Regions from separate parts of the Mus musculus genome. Here region 2 is linked to region 1. The links are chromatin contacts, called in public Hi-C maps. All regions are on one chromosome and are shown on one strand. The core of a region is the stretch at or near the end of the contact, and the rest is flanking DNA. Distances in the headings are between cores, read along the strand shown. Region 1 overlaps Kirrel3 (kirre like nephrin family adhesion molecule 3). Region 2 overlaps Kirrel3 (kirre like nephrin family adhesion molecule 3).

The links. A called contact is a pair of places that touch in the nucleus more often than the background predicts.
Region 2: a contact with region 1 is called in a Hi-C map of cortical neurons, with 1.6 times the contacts expected there. The contact joins two enhancer-like sites. A contact is called at or near these places in 1 of 39 promoter capture datasets (neural stem cells) and 1 of 484 Hi-C or Micro-C datasets (cortical neurons).

The regions. Positions count from the first base shown.
Region 1 is chr9:34,537,185-34,541,000 of GRCm38.p6, reverse strand. All of the region lies in intron 1 of Kirrel3 (kirre like nephrin family adhesion molecule 3), which reads right to left. Among named protein-coding and RNA genes, the nearest start is that of Kirrel3, 50 kb to the right of the region's middle. Within about 2 kb of position 1,785, at least 25 of the 459 cell types and tissues checked have an H3K27ac peak or open chromatin away from gene starts, as enhancers often do. A contact at or near this core is called in cortical neurons, where this site is marked.
Region 2 is chr9:34,918,401-34,922,216 of GRCm38.p6, reverse strand. All of the region lies in intron 2 of Kirrel3 (kirre like nephrin family adhesion molecule 3), which reads right to left. Kirrel3os (a long non-coding RNA gene) reads left to right here. Exons shown (of 16, transcript XR_003948304.1): 16 at 512-3,816. Among named protein-coding and RNA genes, the nearest start is that of Gm45955, 50 kb to the right of the region's middle. Within about 2 kb of position 1,911, at least 12 of the 459 cell types and tissues checked have an H3K27ac peak or open chromatin away from gene starts, as enhancers often do. A contact at or near this core is called in cortical neurons, where this site is marked.

The DNA.
Region 1 (3,816 bases), core at 536-3,035:
TCTCCATGGGGAAACTCCAAGAAGTTGTATGTCTATTTATGTAGTAAGTGCTGAGGCGTGAGGCTAGCACAGACAGTGAACCAGCCCTCATATATCATTGGTCCAAAGCTCTGAGATGCTATTTGATCAAACATGGTCCAGGGTCCCTTGAGAGTCAGCCCAGATATCCCAAGTGTTGCTTGGTTGTCCCCAAACTCCAACACAGCTCATTATTTCATAAGAGGTGTTAAGTATGAATTGTTCATTAAAACACATATTATTGGATGCTTAACTACCGTGTAATTGATTTTCTATCCACTTCCTAGTGGTTAAACCTCAATAAATGCTTTTTGTAATCAACTTAAAGTACAATACCTACCACGCTTGATATCTTTTTCCTATGATTTAATAAGAAACCAATTCTATATTATTGAAATTGGGCTTGATAGTAAAAAAAAATGGTCAAGTTTCAAGATCAGAACAAAGTAAAAGCTCTCTTGCTGTATGAACCCATCCTCCTTTATGGAGGGAGATTAGTGCAACTGAGAAGAGTTCTCAGTCCTGTCCCAGGCACAGAGAGGGTCCAGGAAAGTTGAGCACTAGTCCGAAAGTTAGAAAAAAAGTAGAATGCTGTAGCGATCCTGGCTCACCATACAGCACTCTAAATAATGGGCTATCCCTACTCTAGGACTGAGAGAAGAAGATAGCTCTGAAGGACTTAGGTTTCCCAAGACATGGGAAACAACTACGCAGGAAAATGCATTTGCTAGAAAGACACTTATGACAAACCAGCGAGATTCAGTTTCCTCCCTCCAGGCTTTCTTTGTGCTTCTCCCCAAAGTCCCCAAAACTCCCACCTGCTCTGAAAGGTGACTGGCCTGGGCCAACATGTTAGTTTAACAGCACCGAGGGAGAAAAAAAGAAAAAAAGAATTCAGGAGCCTTCCTGGAAGAGGTGTCAGAAGGGAGGCACCTCCAGCTGCTTATCAAAATCTCGAAGTGCTCACTCCTGAGTGCACCTAGCACACATGTACATGCTCCACCAAGCAGCCAGGACTGAGTCAAGGATCAATGAAAATAATACATGGAAGATTTTCAGGAATGTGCCTGGCACACAGCAAGGGCTAAAATTGTTAGCTATTCTTTGCTCTCTATATTGATATTTAGCATTCACAAACAGGTTTCCAAACAGGATCCTCTACTAGTGCACACACAGAGAAATGAATACCCTAAATTTATCCATCCATACTCATTCATTCATTTATTCCTTTAAACAAGTTCCTAGAGATGGATCAGTTGGCCCCATAGTTATTTTTGGTTAGCTCTAGATACATAGTTCAGTGTTTCCACCAGCATGATGAGTTATCTGGGCACCATGAATTATAATTCTTTGTGGGGTGGTGAGTTTTCTGAAGAGGAAGCTAGAAAGAATCAGCAGAATGACCCTTTACTGGAACTGCTGTCAAGGGGATAATGTTCCTTGTAGCTCTTAAATGTTGATATTCTGATTCTTCTGGAACACTGAAATGGTGATGTGCTTCTCATGGAGTGACAGATAAGTGCAAGTCAGGCTGGGAGCACCCCATGGTGCTTAGGTTCTCCCTGGGCTCCAGCTAGCAGATATCAAAGGCTGAGCATCTCTCCATTCAACCTCTGACAAAAGAGAGAGATTGCTGTACCAGAGTGCTGTTGTCAGGCAAATAGGGATCCTCTTCTCAAAGGGCATTTTCTTCTGCATGGTGAGTGGGACGCCTGCTATATCTAGGACACATTCCAAAAATAAAATTCGGTGGCCACCAAGTGACTCAACGTAGCACCCTTCATTCTCCAAGAGAGGAAGGTTGCTAAGAATGGCAGGAACCACCCACAGATGGTCTGGGTACCAGTTGCATCAACAGATGCATACACAACACAGCCCTTTCCTTTAGAGCAACCAGCCAAGCTCACATCGAGTTCTCCACTGTGTACATTCAAAGCAAAATAAAGAATCCAAGAAAATCTGCATGCCAGTGTGTTTGGAGTCCAAGATAGATCAGGCAACGGGCCCAAGAGAAATGTAAGGCATCTGGCCACAACTCTCAACCTGAGCATTGAATTATGTCTCAGCTTTAAAACATCAAAGGGTGTCTGATGTCCATAAGGACCACACTGCTCTGATCTCCATTGTTTACATTGTTTGGTGGCCAAGGCCTTTTGGAATCTGAGTTTAGTCACCCAATTTCATGACTCATAAATGGTCCAGCTCAGGCAAGCCTTGCTTCCCCACTATGATCTTCTCACCACTCATTCTTGTTTCTGCTTTCAGGCCCTTACTCACTCACGCTTGGCATATTTTAAGACATTTTCATGTTCCTCCTACACATAGAAGATACAGCCTTCTGTGAGGCACAGCTGGGGACACTTTGGCCAACCAGTCTTGCTCCGTGCCACTATGCCACACACTCTCTCTCTCTCTGTCTTCCCCCCTCAGTCCCTCTTTCTTCCCTTTCTTCCCTCCCTCCTCCCCTCCCTTCTCTCTTATTCCCTCCATTCTTTCCTCCCCCCTCCCTTTTTCTTCTTCCTTAACATCTTACCTCACAGAAGGTTGGTTGGTTGGGGAACTACATCTCTTTCTCTCCCTCTCTCTTCCCCATCTCAACTCACAGAATGAAGATTGGATGGGAAACCATGAGTCTTGTCTGCATTCTTATCTTAGAAATTCTAGCATGCTAGTATGTTCTATCAAATCTCATTTGTATTCAAAACTCAGACTTCTTTACCTAAAAGGTGACAAAAGAGAATGAAAGTCAGGCCTCCCTAGGAACAAAGATACACCGTCCAAAGGAGGGAAAATTGCCAATATTAGACCTGCTAGAGAAAAGATTCATGGTCCAGGAGGCCGGAGACTTTTCTCAAGTAGAGGAAAATTCAAAGATGCATACTTAGTTCAGAAATAAAGTTTCTTCGTGTTGGTAACACTGAGAAATATTCACAAATTTTGAATCAAATTAAATTGGTAAAGTTCTCTTAGTCCTGTATTAGTCAGTTTTCTAGCATTGTAACAAAATATCCATAATAAGCAACTCATGAAGAGGAAAGGTTTATATTGGTTCATGCTTTAGAAGTTCCATTCTCTGGTTGGGTGGATGCATTGCCTTTAAGCCTCTGAGGAGGGTGCTGGGTAGTATAGCAGGGACGAATGGCAGAGCAAAACTGCCTACCACATCCTCCAGAAATACAAACAGTGACTGGGGAAGGAGCTCTGAGGTACATAACCCCTGTCAAAGGTCTGCTTCCAATGACCCTTTCCTAAGACCTCCTGTTCAAAGATTCTATCACATGCCAATAGAACTACCTTGGAGACTGACCCTTTAACACGTGGCTATTTGAGGGACATTCAAGATCCAAATGTTAGCATCTCTCTGGGAGCAGCTAGCTGACTACCTACCACAGATATGAAACGCCATGGCAAGGATCATCATGGAGGAGAGGAATCATGCATACCCTTTGCTTTCAGTCAAAACAAAAGAGAGTGGATACTGAAAACAAAGATGGGCATATAGAGGGATGTGCTGGGTGTTCAGTCATGGATTTTCATATTTCTGAATTCCCTCTAATGAGAACATAAGCTGCAGAGGGGCCGAAAGCATGCTTTACATTTTCCAGTTTATTGCCTGTAGCATCTGGCTCACTGAAGGACACACAGTAGCCACAACACGATGTCTTACTGAGTGGTGTGATTGACGAGCCTCTCAGAAGCTGTGGAGCCAGATGCTGCTGGAAGTTGGAAGTAGGTCTCTTCAGGAATGAGACAAGACAGTAGTAGAACAGGAGTTGCCAGGTGAGAACACTAGGGTGA
Region 2 (3,816 bases), core at 662-3,161, 380 kb before region 1:
GAATTGTGGTGGCAGTGATTGGCACACAGTCAACCAATGTTAGCTGAGTGTATAAGCGAACCATGCCACCTCCCACTTATGTGCATTACAAAACCCTCTTTCAAACAGCTGAGCTTGGACTTGGCCTTCACACTGCTCAGGGTTGTATAGTGTGGACATGGACACACAGCATGGTTAATGACATGCCCAAGGCTACCCAGCTGGTATGTAGCTGGGGAGCTGGTACTCCTACATTCCAGGGCAGAGTGCCCTCTATCAAGGTCCTCTCATAACAGCTCTTGGCTTGACCTGGGAGGCTGACTTCAGCCATACTGACCCCCTGCCTTGTACAGAGTGCAGATTGCCACTCTCCAGCACAACAAGGGGGTCATCCCAACGGCTTCCTTTTAGTATTGCATTTGCTCTTTGCTTATGAAATAGTCCAGCTTTCTTCCTTGGTGACATGTGTTCATAAGGCCCCTACCTCATGAATAAAGATGAAGAATACTCGTCATTGTGGTTTCTCCCACAGGCTATCCCTCTCCCAGTACTCCTGATCTCTGCATAAATGGGATTGAATTGGAGTATCCATTTGGAACAGTAAGTACTAAGAAACTTTTTTTTCCTGCATAGCCATTACATATATGTTATCTTTACAACAAGTACATGCAACATTTGTTTTAAAGGGTTGGTTGTTAAAAATAAAAATATTTTTTCTTTGTTTTATCCCTAATTAAATAGTACTTGAGGAAGTGTTTGCTTCATGCAAATAACACACCATTTTATTTACGGTTTTATTCTGTTCACCCATGTTACTTTTCTGGTCCTCACAGGCAGCTATGACTTTTTTTCTTGTATGACAATGTTCACTCAAATTATTTTTGTTGCTACTTCGTAAATGTAATTTTGCTATTGTTATGAATCATAATGTGAGTGTCTGATACACAGTTATCTGGTATGTGATCCCCCCGAAAGGGTCACAACCCACAGGTTGAGAACAGTCGTTCTAGAAGACAAAGGCTCAATTCCCAGCACTCACATGGAGGCTGTCCAGTGCCTTTCCATCTGTAACTCCAGTTTCAGGGGGAGCTGATGACCTCTTTTGGCTGCTGCAGGGGACAGCTTCTGATCCCCAGTTCCAGTGATCCCTTCTGTTGGAAGATTTCTCTTAGGCAGTATTCATGCCAATCAGGAGGTGCTGGGGCCAGCAGGAGTGCTGGAAGCAAACACTCCCACCCCTTGTGTATGAGCCCTAAGCATCTTCCAGCCAATTTACCTTAAGAGATGGTATGTAAATGTCCCACTCCTGGGGTCTCCTGACTTTGATTCATTATTCTACAACATGTCTCAGAGTTCCTATGAATCTCGGCTCTAGCTGTCCGCAGTGATAACAGGCTGGTGATACCCCGTGTTGGTTCCATTCTTCCATGTCAATTTTTTAAATGTCACTCTGGTACCCTCTTTTCCTGCAGATAAATGATCACATTTAAATGTGCCTCTGGGGTAACCGGGCAAAGTGAGAATATTCTCCCATGTCTCCCACAGCTCTGAGTACACAGTCAGCACCTGATAAATCCTCAAAGCAAACATAAATGAACTTTCAGAACAGTCCCAAGTGCAGCTCTCAGCACAGTGAGAGTAGGCTAGCCAGAGTGGCAGATGAATGGGTGTTGGATGGGAAGCTCGCCTCTTTCTGGGCCCGAGAGCACCCACAACCACATCCTCACCTCTGCACCCATAGCACATGATTCTGGGCCACACTTTGCCAGGTGCAGAGGAACTGTGGCCTAGCATCCTTCCTCAGCAAGAGAGGAGTGGCTTGTGCTCTATTTTGAGATCCTTTCGTGAATAGCAGTTGAGATGTGTTACTCTTTACTGCTAAGAATGGTGGTTATTCCTAGTTCATTTGACTCAGAGGTGGGGAACTGTTACATTGCTCTATTTATCCCACACTCGGTATGCAGTTACTGAAACTGTCACCATGTCCTATATTCCATAGGCTATTATGTGTATTTCAAACCATTATATAAATGGACCTGATTTGGTACTTCTGAATGTCTTAAACTCCTCCCATACCAGTAACAACACCGTTTCCATAGAAACAAATATATTTCAGCAAGAAAGGCACAAGGAAGAAGCAGATGGAGCAGAGGAGAAAAACAGTATCCCATTGCTGCTTTCAGAGTGCTGGACCTGCTACTGTGCAATGACCATCCTGAGAAAGTGCTATGAGTGCCTTCAGGTTTTTACTGACTTCCCCTCGGTAAAGTCCTGGGTAATTCATCTCTGCCCCCAAACATGCTCATTCCGCTACACAGCTCTGAGAACTTTATGGCACCACAAGTCATTAGGCACTTCGTTCATTTCCACTCTTCTGTGCCTTCTCCAGACTCTGGGGGAGGGGCCTGGAGTGAGGGTCTCAGCATTTAGTGAGTTCAGTGATTGGAGCTTTGAGACTAGATGTGGGCAGAGAGGCAGAGAGGCAGAGAGGCAGAGAGGCAAAGAGGCAGAGAGGCAGAGAGGCAGAGAGGCAGAGAGGCAGAGAGGCAGAGAGGGGAGAGGAAGTCTCCTCAAGACACAGCATAGGGGGAGACCCCAATATCTTCTCAATAACTGTTGCTTCCCAGGTCACTTGACCCCTCATTAGTACAGTTGGAATGCTAGAATGAAGAGTCTTGGAGCTAAAGGAGTATAATAGTGTATATGTGTGTGTGTCTGTCTGTCTATCTATCTATCTATCTATCTATCTATCTATCTATCTATCTATCTCACCTCTTTATGAGAGTCTGTTGGAAGAGATGGAAGAGCCAGGCCCTCACAGCCATGGCAAGGGTTCAAGCATTGGTTGCAATGGCCTCTTTCAGGAAAGCAGCCAAGTGTTAAGCTCTCCAAGAAGCTACCCTGGATACACCTCACATGGCTTTCATCCTGAGAGGTGTCTCCTTCTCTGTGGCCACAGTTGATTATTCATACCTGGGACAGGCAGCTGTGACACCGCTCTACCATATTATGTGCTTGATAGCCTTGGGAGCAGGGACCGCCTTCACATGCCACAGGGCTGGCACTGTGCCTTGCACTGAGAGCCACTGGGTGAAGGCGGTCAGTCCTAAGTGCCCAGCTCTACTGCCCGCAAAGTTCTTTCCATTCAGTGAAACTTGGTAAGGATGTTTAACCATCAAAAGATGGTATGGATGACATCCCAGCTTATTAGACTGTGGCTCATGACACCACTGGGGGTGGTTGTAAGAGGGCTATATGCGGTGATAGAAAATTTGGCATCAGTGAAAGATTTCTGAGCATGCAGTGACCCAAACACTGAACTTGAAATCAAACATGCAGTGAATGAGGTGTTTCTGGCAGTACTCACTTGTGTCACATATCTGTCATACCAATGTCACATCTGTTGGAGGCACTGCGGCCTTGGTTCTAAACACATAGTGTGTGTACTCTTCACTGCACACTGTTAACCCACATAGTGCCACCCAGTGCTTCCTGAGTCACCTACCTCAGCTGAGTCTTGAGACATCTGAGTGTCACAGATGGTGGCCTTTTTACTGTGCATACAAAGTTTTAGCTCTCACAGAAACATAACCATTTAATTATGGAAGACAAAAACTTCAATATTTTTCTACCATCATTCCTTGGTGTGTAGGTATCAAAGTGGTGTATCTTTGGATTGTACCGAATCTGAGTGTTTGATTTTTAAAAATTGTTATTTAAATTGCTGATTTGAGTTTTATGAGAAAGACAATACAAAACATGAAATGAACTTTGGCTTGGGATTAGGACAGAATTTCCAACAATTCCTCAAGTGCACTAAATATACTTCTGCTGCGT